Linked DNA regions of Mus musculus: region 2 is linked to region 1. A link is a contact called in public Hi-C data. All regions are on one chromosome and are shown on one strand. Each heading gives the region's core, a stretch centred on a gene start, on an enhancer-like site or on the middle of the called end of the contact. The rest is flanking DNA. Distances are from core to core; before and after follow the strand shown.

Evidence for each region. A called contact is a pair of places that touch in the nucleus more often than the background predicts.
Region 2: a Hi-C map of the N1E-115 cell line shows a contact between it and region 1, with 2.0 times the contacts expected there. The contact joins two enhancer-like sites. A contact is called at or near these places in 1 of 484 Hi-C or Micro-C datasets (the N1E-115 cell line) and 5 of 115 datasets of contacts at active chromatin or transcription factors (embryonic stem cells, neural progenitor cells, oligodendrocyte precursor cells and 2 more).

The regions. Positions count from the first base shown.
Region 1 is chr9:49,920,264-49,927,161 of GRCm38.p6, forward strand. No RefSeq gene overlaps it. Among named protein-coding and RNA genes, the nearest start is that of Gm25633, 98 kb to the left of the region's middle. Within about 2 kb of position 3,893, at least 73 of the 459 cell types and tissues checked have an H3K27ac peak or open chromatin away from gene starts, as enhancers often do. A contact at or near this core is called in the N1E-115 cell line, where this site is marked.
Region 2 is chr9:50,136,906-50,143,803 of GRCm38.p6, forward strand. No RefSeq gene overlaps it. Among named protein-coding and RNA genes, the nearest start is that of 2310003N18Rik, 93 kb to the right of the region's middle. Within about 2 kb of position 4,521, at least 27 of the 459 cell types and tissues checked have an H3K27ac peak or open chromatin away from gene starts, as enhancers often do. A contact at or near this core is called in the N1E-115 cell line, where this site is marked.

The sequences.
Region 1 (6,898 bases), core at 2,643-5,142:
CCTCATGATAGATCTGTTTTCAGCTCTCCCTGCTGGAGTGATTGATTCCCCTGGAGCCTGTATCCCTTTTCTTACTTATTGAGTGTGTGTGATGGATTTTTGACAAGATTGATTTTGACCTGAATACTGCTGAGCTGAATGAATCAACATTGTCAATTCCTCTGCCTGATCCTGAAAAATAGTTACGTGGATAGGAACATTTTTCTTTCAATTGAAGCGTATCTTAGTTCTCATGGTTGCTCTGAAGAAGGTCTCCCTCTGCTAGGGTCCAATGGCTGCCCTCAAAACACCTCCCTCTTGTAATATGGATGCTTAAGCCATTTTCTTCTATCTTCTTTGCTCCAGCAGGGCTCCTCTCCGTGCCTGCCGGGCTATGTTTCTTTCCCATGCTCCAGCCAGAAATATGAGCTGCAAATTGGGCTTGGCTGTGTGATGAGGAGAGAAAGATTTTTGTCTCATCTCTCTTTCTCACAGCAGTGATTCCTGAATCGGCACATTACTTATTTTCCCCCAAACCTAGAATAGTTGCAGTCTTTAAGGCACAGCTGATGTATAGCTACTGGTGACTCAAAATGGGATTTCACATTCATCTCTTCTCCCTTCAGAGTCTAAGCAAATGTTTTCAGGAGCAGTTCTAAAGCGCTGAAGTTCTCCCATTTCTCTCTCTGCTTTCTTTATAGTCTCACAGCTGGACCGGGTGCCATGTTCACCTGTGGCTCTGGCTTCCTGGGTCCTGTCTAGGAGAGGGTACGTTGAACAGGGTGGAAGAACCGAATTGAGACAGGAAGGTATTAGGAGAGGATGGTTCCCCTACAAGTGAGCACCATGTTCACATTGTTGGAATCTACGTATAATAAATGAGTGTCCTGATGACTGTGTAAGATAACTACTATTCCATACTTATAATCATGCAAGAGTTGCTCATTAGTTGCTTCAGACCCTTATAACAATTCTGCAAAGCCCTGTTAAAGTTGCAAGGCTAGTTTGGGCTCATGGAGGGCAACTTGCTCAGAGATACCCACTTTCTAAGGGTCCAGGGCCCATGCATGAGCTTTCTCTAGTGCCTTTCTCTTGCCCTCTAAGGCTAGCTCAAAGTGCCATCATATTCATATGGGGTAGCCAAGGGATGCCCACAGCTGTATTTCTCAGCATAGTGGCCAGACTCCATCTGACTCATCTGAGCCAAGACCAAAACTTCCTGGGAGGTGGCTGCGGAGACACTTGACCTTGCTCATAGTGATCACCCACGGAGCCTTTCTCCAGGTCCAGTACTGGCTACCTCTTCTGGCCCCTCAGCCCTGTAGATACGGTGCTGCTTCCCTGGGCTTGGGGCCAACTCCTAGCCTATATCTTGGCTTCATCTCTCTGTGACCTATTCTCAACTTGCTCTGCACACTCATTATTCTCTAACAATTATTTTGACAATAGCTTTAGTTCACAAAGAACTTCTCTAACATCTGAAGAGATACCTCTGTGGTAAGCAGTATATCGCATCTTCCCCCATCAAGTCCAGGCCAGCTTCGAGTTTATGTTCCAGGAATGGTCTCTAAAGCTAAGGCTTACCCACTGCTTGAGGGTAGGTATAAAGCTCTCTCTGTGACAGCAGATTTCCACCTTTAGCTATCATCTCTTCCCATACAAATAGCCAATTGCCATCACCAAAATTTTATTAGGGATTGCTCACATTATTCCTAGGCTGGAGATACTTACTTAGATCTAAAGAGGTGGGGTTTCCTAAGTCCTATCATTGTAGGATAACATAAGGATCATTACAGAACAGAATATTCTAGAAATACATGGCTACAGCTAGACAGAGAACCACAGTGAAATGAATAGTCACACATGTTTATTTTATTTTATTTTATTTTTGTGGACAGTCTCTGGGCTACTAACAGGCCATAGCCAGTCAAGTTCCAGGAAACTGATGCCTGAGTGGCTTGACAGAGGAGACTCCTTCAGGCTGAGCTTCTCTGTATTTAGAGGTCAACCTTCCCTGCCTGCCCCACCCCCACAGCTTCCAATTCGGGGGAGGCTGGGAGAGGGACATGGAGGAGGATGTTCAAGGGTTGTGAGAGGCTGGAATGGTAGGGATGGAATGTCTGCAGCTGAGAACTATAAATCTGTAAGCTTTCAAGAGGACAAAGCTTTGTGCAGAAGGGCCAGTGGGGTGCTGGAGGAGGCTCAGGGCATTCCCTCCTAGAGGGAAGGAGCTGGGGGCAGGGAAAGAGAGAGCTTTGCACACAGCAGAGACTGTCTGAGTGGAGAGGAGTAATCGCAGGTTCTATGAGATCCTGGGATTTGGATTTCTCCACTCCTTTTCAAATCCGATTTCCCTACCCACTTTCTCACCAACAGAGCACCCACATGGGTCAAGGTCAATGGACACTGTGAGGAAGGAGGTGGCATTGCTGTACAAAGTGAGGGGAAGACAGGACAAGAGGCAAGGCCTCTCCATGATAGCTAACTAAGTCTCAGGGAGAAATCACACATGGAAATTCCAGACCCACAGGAACCAGGCAGGTCAGTCTCCTATGGGTTTCATGGGCTAAGGTTCCGGCTTGGGTTAAGTCCCTGCTGTGCCCGAAGAGACCAGAGGGATGTCTTGTCTCTGGGCCTTCTGCAGCCTGCCAGTCCTCGCTCTGGGTGATTTGATTTGTGCTGTGAAGAGTACAAATGCCCCCTGGGATCAGAGTGGTTGATTCTGGACTCCTTCCACTGGGTCATTTTACTGACTGGCTATTCATCTGGGTTCAGTGAGAGAAGGGAGGACAGAGGAAGAAGGCTTGACTGCCATTAACTCCTTCATTGCTGGCCAGTCCTCTGCCTGCTCATTAGAAGAGCTCACTTCCAGTCCTTTGGAGGTGCATCCCACCCACCCTGCCTTGACTCTGGCACCTGTGGAGGAGGTAGGTCCCAGTTGCTTTGCCATGGTCTACTAGCGTGGTCTCAAGCGTCCAAGCAATGGCCTTCATCAGCTTCTCCGCTGCCTTGCATTCGTCTGACACTGAATAGGCAGGTTATAAAAAAGACAAATGGTCTGTGGAGAAAAATCTCTCTATGCCAGGAGAAGAAGTAGACAGAAACAAATAGAAGGAGCTTCCTTCTAGCACTGTGGCACTTCCTTTCCATTCCAGGGACCAAATAGCCTGCTTTAAACCAGAGCATCTTCCCAAGATGCAGGTGGATCAAAGGAAACTGTAGGGGGAGCTTCCAGCCAAGCCAGGGGACATATGCTATTATACTTGGGGATGGGGTCAGGTATGGGCAATGCCTCTAATGCTGCCCAAGGACATTGACTCTCAGGCATGGGAAAAAGATGATAGGAAGTGTCCCTGTGCCTCTAACTTGGCCTCAAGGACCCTGTAGCCCTCTACCATGTGAGGCCTCCAGGAGCCAAGCCACCTGCTTTCATAGATGACAGCTCACAGAGAAATAACTTGTTCCTATGGGAAGTGGTGATCAATGGCTCAAATTAAATCCCAGAAAAGCTTTTCTTCTTGTCTGACACTTTATAGTTTCTCAGCTTATCTCTTCCCGGGATGGCTGTATAGGCCAGATGATAACGACCTGAACAGCCTAGAAAAACATGAGTTCACTGAGGATTTAAGGTGTGAATTAGCTCTTAGATGGGCTGAGAGTGGGGAATTCTACTTCATAACACCCAACCTTCCAGCAAAATCCTGTGTGGGCAACTCTTCAGTGTCTCCACCCAGCCCCTGGCCCTGTTTAATGCTTAAGCATCCTGGGTTAATAAGTGCTTTTCAGTCACCAAGCCTCATTGAAATGCCTTCAGCCTCTGAGTCACTCCATCTCTCCCATCTGCATTCCCCTTAACTGAATTATCTCTGCATGAGTAACAGAGGTCTGTCTGGGCCCTGGACTGTCTGCTCCCCAGATTTGATAGCAACAGATTCTTGAATAGTCCCACCCACCCCGGTCATGCCTCTCCCTCCACAACACAGTCCCAGAGTCCTCCAGAAGAGGTCCAGCGGTCTTTAATGATCCACCTACAGCCTGGCTGGGCTGAGAGCCAGGATCAGAGAGGCCAGCTCTGTTCTTGGCAGGAAATGAGGGGCCGCTATAGAAATGCCACCCAGGCTGGAAACAAGATCTATGGAATAGCGGCTCTGAGTGGGTGAAGTGCTGGAGAGCAAAGGGTAAACCATGGTGCCCTGGTCTGTGGCCCTTGCCCACAGAATCTGCAGAGATCTGCATTTCAAGGCACCAGACTGGGTAGATTCAGGCCAGGGAAACTTGTTCTTTGCCTGTCAATTTAAAACTTCGGTCACCTCTGGATCACCTTGAAAGGGCCCAGTGTTTAAAGACTGTCTCCCAGAATTTAATTCAAAAGTTGGAATCAGCAAGTTAAAGGTAGGATCTGAGAATCAGTCTTTAGAACAGGCCTTCCCAGTAAGGAGAGGACTTTAGGACATATGTCTAGTGATTCAGACAAGAAAGCTAATAGAGTCACTGTAACTCTTTCACATAGGCAAGTAGGATCGCTCTATATTTCCTAACCTTGAAAGTTAGATAACTCCATGGAGCTGCCTCTCCTCTATAAACCCATTCAAGTCATTAGAGACATTTTCTAACAGGCAGGCTATTAGATCCCAATACAGCTATGTGTAGCTATGTGTGAACCTTGAGTTCATATAACACACATTCTGTGTCAGGTTTTCTACTATCTCCTTTAACCTGAACAACAGTTTTTGAGGTGTGTTATATTATTAATCCAGCCAGCACAGGATGAAACCGAGGCCTAATGAGGTAAAAATAACTCCTGCTAAGGTCATAAAGATAAAGGATTAACCCAGGATTCAGGCTCAGCATAGCAACTGTTGGAAGTGGATTCCAAAGAAGAGGTGGAATTCTTGCCCCTTTTAATGAAACTGCAGGGTGAGTTTCCAGCCAAGCAAGGGAACATGAGCTATTATAGCCGGGGTCCTGGGGGTGGAAGTGGGGTGGTGGCGGGGGACAACCCACCCAATGTTACCCTTGGACACTGACTCTCAGGTGTGGGGAAAGGATGCAAGTATGTCTTTGACTTGGCCCTTTTTATTTCCGCACCCCATTCCTGGTACCAACTTCAGATTAGTTGCTTTTCTGTTTTTGTGATAAAACAGTAGGAAGTGTCCCTGGGTCTCAGACTTGGCCCTAGTACCTCAGGCCTGTGAATTAAACATGCAAAAGGGACATTAACAGGAGGAAATAACAACACGGGCTATTTATACATATGATTTACATGTACCATGGGAGATCTCAGATAAGTTACTCAAAGGGCTAGTTAGATTGGAGGATCATCTTAGCAAAGACAGAAAAAATATGGCAAGAGACAAGAAAACAGAATGGGGTGGGCTGGCTTACAGGAAAGGACTTGAAGCCAGGTGACTTTTGAGGAGCCTAATGATAGTGCTTTGAACGTTTGACTTACGAAGACTGGACACAGTGTCATCAGCACAAGCTTTCTCATCCCTGGAGTAGCTTTCGTGTGTATCTACAAATGTTATTCTCCTGGTAAACACACACACACACACACACACACACACACACACACACACTCTGTTTCTAGCAGATGATGTGAGAGCAGCAAACTCTTTCTGCATTCCTTGTATCTAAGTTGACTTCAGTGGCATATTTTGTGGTAGTGAATTCTGGGCCTCTCTTCCCTAGCTAGTCTATCTTAGAGCCCAGCTGCTTCAGGTGGCCGCCAAGGCTTCAGCTGTTATCAGTCAGTCATGATGGTCAGCTTCTGACAGATCTGCAGTGGAGGGATGGACTTAAGCAGGTGTTACCAGCCTGGATACAAAAGGGCAGAAAGCTATGTGAGATTCTGAGTGGAACACTGTCTTGAGAGTCAGGGTGGGCTTCAAGTTTCTGGGTAAATTTGAACTCAAGCAAGTCATTTTCCTCCGAGGCCTTGGTTCTAGCCTTGTCTTAAGAGGGTATTAAGTGGGGAGACATCTAGATGTTTTTTCTCATCTCTGACATTTGTAAATGATATGTATGTCCCTTCTCTGAGTAAGACAGGGACATAAGCACATGGCGGGGAATCTCCCATGGATGGATGGATGGATGGATGGATGGATGGATGGATGGATGGATGGATGGATTATGTGGCTATCAAGGTAGTTTCAGATGTAGAAAATCCCCCCAGCCTAAGACTGATATTTAGATATTCACATTTGAAAGCATAAGTTTGGGTCTGTCTTAGGCCAGGATCTAATCCCTTGGCATGCATGAAAGGGCATTGATTCTGTGACTAATTCTGCAGTGAGGATGGTCTGTACACCACTTCAAGGCAGTACTTGGCTTGTGCTAAAGCAATAACTTTGGGCTTACCTAGTGTTAGGGTAGTGTAGAAAGAACCCTGGAAGTATAGAGACCTAGGAATAGACACCAGTTCTAGTTCACCCAGGATCTCCTTGTCTACTTTGAAGCCATCACTATGCATAGGCTGGACTGGGCGAGATGGACCAAGTATTTTTTTTTTTATGGTGTTACTAAAACTGTTGGGCCAGTTCAGACCTATAAAGAATTCTATGGAAAGGATCCACCAGAAGACATTCTCCATTCAGAATTCACCCCCACCGGCCCATGCCACCCTTTCATGTACACTGAGGCACACTGTCTGAGTACTAACATGGTCTTCTTCAACGACAGTTTCCTCTGCCAACTGCCAGCCCCTAAAAATGTCAGGAAGTCCATTCATCTGTCCTTCCTGAACATCTGTACTCACCTGGTGTTCGGTGTTCTGGTGAGCAAAGGCTGTCAGGAACGGCTTTATGTTCTCTCTCTCTCTCTCTTATTCTGTGTGTCTATCTGTGTGTCTCTCTGCCTCTGTCTTTCTGTGTGTCTGTCTGTGGGTCTGTCTCTGTCTCTCGCTGCATGTGTCTATCTG
Region 2 (6,898 bases), core at 3,271-5,770, 220 kb after region 1:
GCAATTCATAGCCCTTGTGTGCATCCTCTGCAGATGCTCCAAATAGCTCCCTCAATTAAGGCTTGATCTGGGCTCCTTGGGACTTATGCTGGAGATGCCTTGCCTACCCCATGTGGTGTGGCAGCTATGAAAGTATCAACAGAGTCAAGCCTGTCAATCCATTGTTGAGCGAAGCTTAGTCTGGGCTCTGCAGGGCAACCAAGGAAGAACAACTCGACTTTTGCCATCACTGTCACCTAATAGCAGAAACAGCCTTATCTGTGGCTCTGAATAAGACTGGACTGGACTGGTCTTCATCAGAGTCACTCCTGTGCTCTCAGCCTCCTCAGGAAGATGGAGCTGCACCACTCCAGATGCACAGCACCCAGTGCTTGCAAAACCCCTTGACATTCATTATCCCCTTTAATCCTCCAATCATCTTGTGAATTTTATTTTAGAATTAGAGAGTTAAGTTAGAGATGTCTCCAAGGCCATAGAGCTAGGAAGTGATAAGGCTGCTTGCGATTCAAGCAGAATTTTCTGAGAGCCTTCATTCCTTTTGCCTTTCATCTTACTCCTGGACAATGGGGGAAAGAGGTAGTTTGACACAGCAGGAGGGAAACGGCTATGGGAATGGTCCTCAGAAGGGACACCGCTAGGCAAGATGACACCAGAGATAGACTTGAGCAGTAGGACAATAGTCTGGTGATCCAGATCCTGGGAGTCACTGAGAAGGAAGGAGAGCTGTCTGCTGGACCTGAGCCAAGTGCACTCAGAGTTTTCCTGAGGTGGAGTCTGCCAGGCATTACAATTTTCAGGTGTGCGTGATGGTCTAAGGACTTGGGTGGAAGTGGCATAGTTGAACTCGATGGAATTTGTTTTGGTTTGGTTTGGTTTGTTTGTTTGTTTGTTTGTTTGTTTGTTTGACTCTCCCTATACAGCCACATGGATTGGACCTTGGAACCTCAGGTGCCCAGCTCTGAGTTTCCCGCTAAGCCTGTGATCTAGGTTTACCACATACCTTCCATGTGTCCATTCTTTGTGCCTCTCCTTGTCTCTTGAGCCCTCCCTTCTGCTTCACATGATTGGTGATGCCCGTCCCCCAAATTTACTAACTCTGCCTCTGACATATCTGACTGACTGTCCCATTTGTCTCAAGAACAGATGGCCCATAAGAAGTACCGCTAGCCATTTTAAGATGCACTACTTTTTTTTTTTTTTTTAAACATTCTACATGGAATTCTTATTTCTCAGTGTTGATACCTCTTGCATGGCTTTTTGTCCCAAGCTCCTTAGTTCTCTTCTGGTTTGATTTTTCCAGGCCACTTGTCATGGATTTCTGTCCTCTCTATAACGATAAGGAAGAAGTTCATAATGACTTTCTCAAAGCAGAGAGTGAACATGTTGCGCCCATCTCTCAGACTACAGAGTGGGGGCGTTCCTCTGACATCTTTAAATTCCCAAGGTGCTTTCTTATGAGGTTCTTCAGACAAACAAGGTAGAAAAGCAATTACACATGCATTCACACATGCACTCACACATACATGCACACATACATGCATACACATACACAAACACAGGCCCACACACAAAGAAAGAGAGACCAAGTGTGTGTGCGAACGCTCGCGAGTACGTGCGCACATGTGCATGCATGAATGAGTGTGGATACACGTGTGTGAATGTGTCCCAGACTACTCACAAAATCTACCTGCACATTTGTCAGCATGGCCAAGTTTGGGTGTGGCATCAATTTTCAACTCCCAATTGCACTTCCTTCCCTCTCCCCAGCCCATCACTTCTAAAGAAGACCCGAATCCTGTTTCCTTGACAACCAGTCTCCCTCTCTCCCCACATTTTTAATGCTGTGGTGATAAGGTGTATTTAAACCCAGAAGCCATGTTCCCATGGTGACAGAAGACCCCCAGTAGGTTGCCATGGGAACAAGAGATGGCTTTGAAAAATGATAAAAGTAAGTCGGCTTTGCAAGTGATGACAGCAAAGTTAGAAGCCAGGGAGGCTAGAGAAGATGGCTCAGAAAGGCATTAGGTCATGGTTAATAGTCCAGCCTATCCTACCAGTGACCAGCCAAGGTCACAGAGGGCAGGAGATGTGACATTCCACTCCCAGCTCTGCTGCCAAGAAGACTGAGCAAAGCAGTGTAGCCGCTAGAATCTAAGGACAAGTACTCCCCATTTTCTCTTACTTGCTATTTGACCTTTTGCCTCACTCTTCTGGAAGGTATTCAGAAAAGAGAGCAACCAAGCAAGGCAGCGGAGGGTGGTGACCAAGAAGATGAGGACATTTGCTCCCTTCAGCTGCTCCACATCATGAAAGAAATCACTTGTAAGTTCTGAGATGTGATGCCCTTGCGGCCAAGAAGCGTTGCCACATTTCCCTCCCTACATCTTAGCATCAGCATTTCCAAATCTACAATAGAGTAGGAAGAACTCAACAGTTAATACTCTATACCTAGCAACCGGTTTCTACCATGAATGCGTTACTGCATATTTTCCTTGTTGTGTGTCCCTAGGTGTCAGCATTATTTCCTCTCTCTGAGTTTGCATAGCTAAATAGTGGGTAAATGAGGGTTCAAACCAGGTCAGGTCCTTACCCAAGCCTCTCTTCTTTCCACTACACTGCAGTTCGAGTGACCAAATATACCAGTGTGCCTGGCACTAATGTCTTTCTGTTTTCATGGTGTGGAGCCTAAAGTTGTTCACCCTAATCCCTGCATGATATTATTATTCTAGGGGAACTTAATGTGTGGCTTAAGGAAAGGGGTCTCCACATATGCACCATATTACTTCCTATTGAAACGGCTCTAAGTACAGAGCGATGGAACACTAAGAATTGGAGAGGATATGGAGCAGCTGGATCATGTATACACTGTTGATGGGAGGGTCAATGGATGCAACCACTTTGGTACATGGATGAATCTTAAAAATATGAATGTAAAGGTAAAAAGCCAGACACCAACGAGGCTATAACAAGTCTGGCCTTCAGTGGCAGACTTTAGAGAGGAGATCACTCCTGGGAAGGGAACAGGAAGTGTGGGCTGAGAAGTGAGAGGAGTCTTCCAAGGGTGTTAGACGTGTGCTGTGGCTTGATCCTGGGGTTCATTCACACGGGCACGTTCACTAAGCTGCATGCGGAAGGTGGAGTCAACCTTTCCTCCAGCGAGGTTATATTGAAGAGTTAGACAAAGGCAGAGACTAGCAGTCCAAAGACAAAATTTACAAGTGCAAAGAGGGGAGAGTAAAGGACAGTATAGACGGACACTACACTGAGGATGCCACTCAGTCCCGGGGGAACTGAAGACACGCAGTGTGCTTGCAACTTACCTTCCTACTCTGGAAAGTCTATCCACAGAGTCTGCTGGGACCAGGAATTTTCCACCACATCTTACAGGGCCAGAACAAGTAGCTCACAGGCAGAAATGGAAAGGGGGGGGAGGGAGGAAGGGAGGGAAAGAGGGAGGGAGGGAAAGAGGGAGGGAGGGAAAGAAGGAGGGAGGGAGGGAGGGAGGGAGGGAGGGAGGGAGGGAAAGAGGGAGGGAGGGAAAGAAGGAGGGAGGGAGGGAGGGAAAGAAGGAGGGAGGGAGGGAGGGAGGGAGGGAGGGAGGGAGGGAGGGAGGGAAAGAAGGAGGGAGGGAGGGAGGGAGGAAGGAAAGCTGCATTTTAAGAGTAGAAAAGTCACATGCCCTTAAGAAGCAGAAAGATTTTCCTCTCCTGTCTGAACTGAGGGTAAGTGGAGAAAACAGATTTAGGAATTACCCTGGGGGCAGCTTGTAGGAAATTAATAACCAGAAACAAAGTCAAAGCTGTTTATGTCTATCCCATCCCTAGAGAAAGAGTCCTGTTTGGGACATTTGGGTCTCCCTGGGAAAGGTGTGTCCCTGCTGAAGACAGGGACACGTGATCTCAGTGCCACATTTGTGCCTCCTGTGCACTCCTGCCAAGCTTTCCCCTTCTCTCCAGGTGCCCTCAGAGTCTAGCCCAGTGCACAGAGATTTCCTCCTTGGATGTCTGGTCCTGCAGACGAGAAAGGATTGCCAACTCACTCTGCTCTCCCTGAGTCCCACAACAGCCACCTCCAGCAGACAAAGGCTTCCCTCTCCCACAGAGAGCCGGGGAGGTCGGGGCAGGTGGGCGAGACAACCCCCATTCTTCTGGGCCCTCCTGGACCAGATACCTAGGCTCCGTCCTTTCTCTTTTCATTTTGTCTGGATTAGTTTCCCATTGCCTCATAATTCACACTTCCTGTCTAGGCTCCAAAGCCCATAGCCAGAGGATCCCTCCAGTGTGGAATGCCGCTTAATACCTTTAACATGCCTGCTTCTAAGGCTAAGAACAGGAGAAATACATATTTTCATGTTACATCTCTATCCATCTCTATATTTTTTAACATGTCATTGTGCCACTTTGTGCAAGATTGCCATTTTAAGTGGAGGGTTGGCCTCCCTCCAGGACTTGATGCATCGGGGTCAGGTGACCTCTACGGCAGCTGTAATTTTTCTGCTGAGCTTCCATAATTCGATGGGTTAGCCTGGGGAGTTTTCATCACCTCGGTGAGTTGCAGTGAGTAGCTCTTGAAAGGGAGGGGACAGCGTTTAAAGAGCAGGAATTCTTGCCTGCTTTCCTCTTCCTCCTCTCCATTTTCTAGGGAAAGGGGCAATTAAGTCCTTGTCTGGACTGAGGAAAGATTGAAGAATACTATGTACACACTGAACTCCTTAGGTGCCTGTGATATTGTTCACAGAAGCAAAGGCAAACAGAGCCACAGCCTTGATCATTTATAGCTACAGACTATTGGGAGCTGAAGCCCAAGGATGTTTACTGAAGCCAACCATAGATAACCACTTGCCTTTGTCTGGGGAAAAAGAAAAAAAGGAATCACTCCCTTGACATCTGTGTCAAGGTCATGGTCTAGACCTTCCTTGGACCCAGAAGGACTCAATCTGTAGACCCTGCAGCCCATCAGGACTGGACTGCCCAGAGCACGTGACCTCCCAGCCAGCAGCTTAAAAATGTAAAGTTGGAGGTTGGTCTTAAATTCATCTGTGAAGGAGTGTCAAATGAGAGAGACATCCTCCTCATGTCTGTGTGACCTTTGGGACTAGAATACAGAGGCTCTTTTCCCTGCTCCGCCCGCCACCCCAGGAGGACCCACAAATGTCCTCCCCTAGTGCTCTGGGGGTAACTGTACCTTGTGCCCAAGATCCTATGGTAAATCCCCCCTCCCTTCAAGTGCCTATTTAGAACCGGGAAAAGAAACAGAGGGGAAAATTATATAAAATATGTGTATTTTCTGCAATTCCTTTGGGTGATATCCCTAACAAGCCACAGCTGCAAGCAGCTCAGCTGAGCAAATGACGGGAGTGTATAAATATCTAGAACCACCGTGTCGCCAATTCAGTTCTCCTACTGCGGTCCCACATAGCCGCTTTTAACTTCTCCAAGAGATTTCAGAGGGAAAGAAGCCTGGGTTCCTGGCCAGGCCCTAGATACACAGTGAACAAAATCGGCCTGTGGTTTGTATTAGAAAGACTGGCCTGTTGGTGTAAGTGAGCACATGGGTACACACGGGTGCTCATGCATGCATGTGCACATGTAAATGTGCAAGCATGTGATGTGAGCATCTTGGAGGCTGGGAAGAAGGCTGCAGAGATAGGGAAGATGAATACCAACCACTAAAAGTTCTGATTTCCATGCCCCTGATATAGGACATTTGTTTACATGTGAGGGCAGGAGGGGAAATTAAACAATGATTTTCAAATCCCCAAAGAACTCTTAGGCAGCAAATGGTATCCAGCTGTTTTCCACCCCTGCCCTACTTTCCCATCTGCTGCCCGTTTTAGGTGGTGCCTATGGGACAAGAGCACTCACCACCTTTTGGTTGGCAAAGCCCTGGGCATTTTGGCATGTGAACTACACAGACCATCCCCTCAGAGATGGGAGTTGGCACAACCTGACTTTGCAAAGTTGACCATACTCTGAGTCTATACCATCTGGTAGAAGGGCCTTGCTTAGTGAGAAAGTAGGCCTGAGGCCAAAATGAGCAAGGCTCTGGAGTTCTCAGGGCATGGTGCCATGCCACTGGTGCCAGATACCAGACTCACTCTCTGGATCCCCTGAGAGCAGTTAAGAAAAGATCAAGACGGGTGATTTGGAAGACCTCCCAGTGGGCATCTGGATCCTGGCCATGGAAACCAAATCAAATCCTTGGGCTGTGAGAGTATGGTACATGCATATGCAGTAATTCATTCACCTTTTCAATAGACAAGAACAGCCACCCCTCCCCCACTGCCAGAAGCCAGCTCAGGCTTTGGTGTTGCCTGTGATTATTGATATTCATTTGCCCTAATAAATAGGGTAACATGACCTTAACAGAAAAGAGAGGTTTCCTCTTTTGATGGATGTAGAAGAATTTTGTTACCATGGCCACTATTTCTCAGCTCCTGTGGAAAGTCCTGACTCTAGAAATGCAAATTGTTGGGGACTTGCAACCTAGAGGAATGTGGCTCCAAAAGGAGGGGGCACTGAGGACATGTCTGCCTTCTGCCTCTGACCAAGTCATTCATACCTGGAAAGCAACTAGTCTGGATGCTGGTATGAGGGCTTAGAGGATTATATGATCTAGAGACTTGGGGACCAGTCTGTATTTTACCCTAGTAGCCTCACTCCAATGTTGTGTTCTATTTATTTTAGCTTATTAGTCACAATGTCACTGCTAAATCTCAGAGAGCAAAGGATCCTGGCTCCATTTTCTCACTTTGGTACCATCCTTGGGCTGAGCATTGGTCATGCATCTGTTGGCATAGCTTGACCCCTTCCTTTGTCTTTCCATTGCTGCTCTTTCCTCCTTGGCCATGGTGTTTGTTGACTGGCCTGACATACGTCCCTGAGAGTTTCCTGAAGAC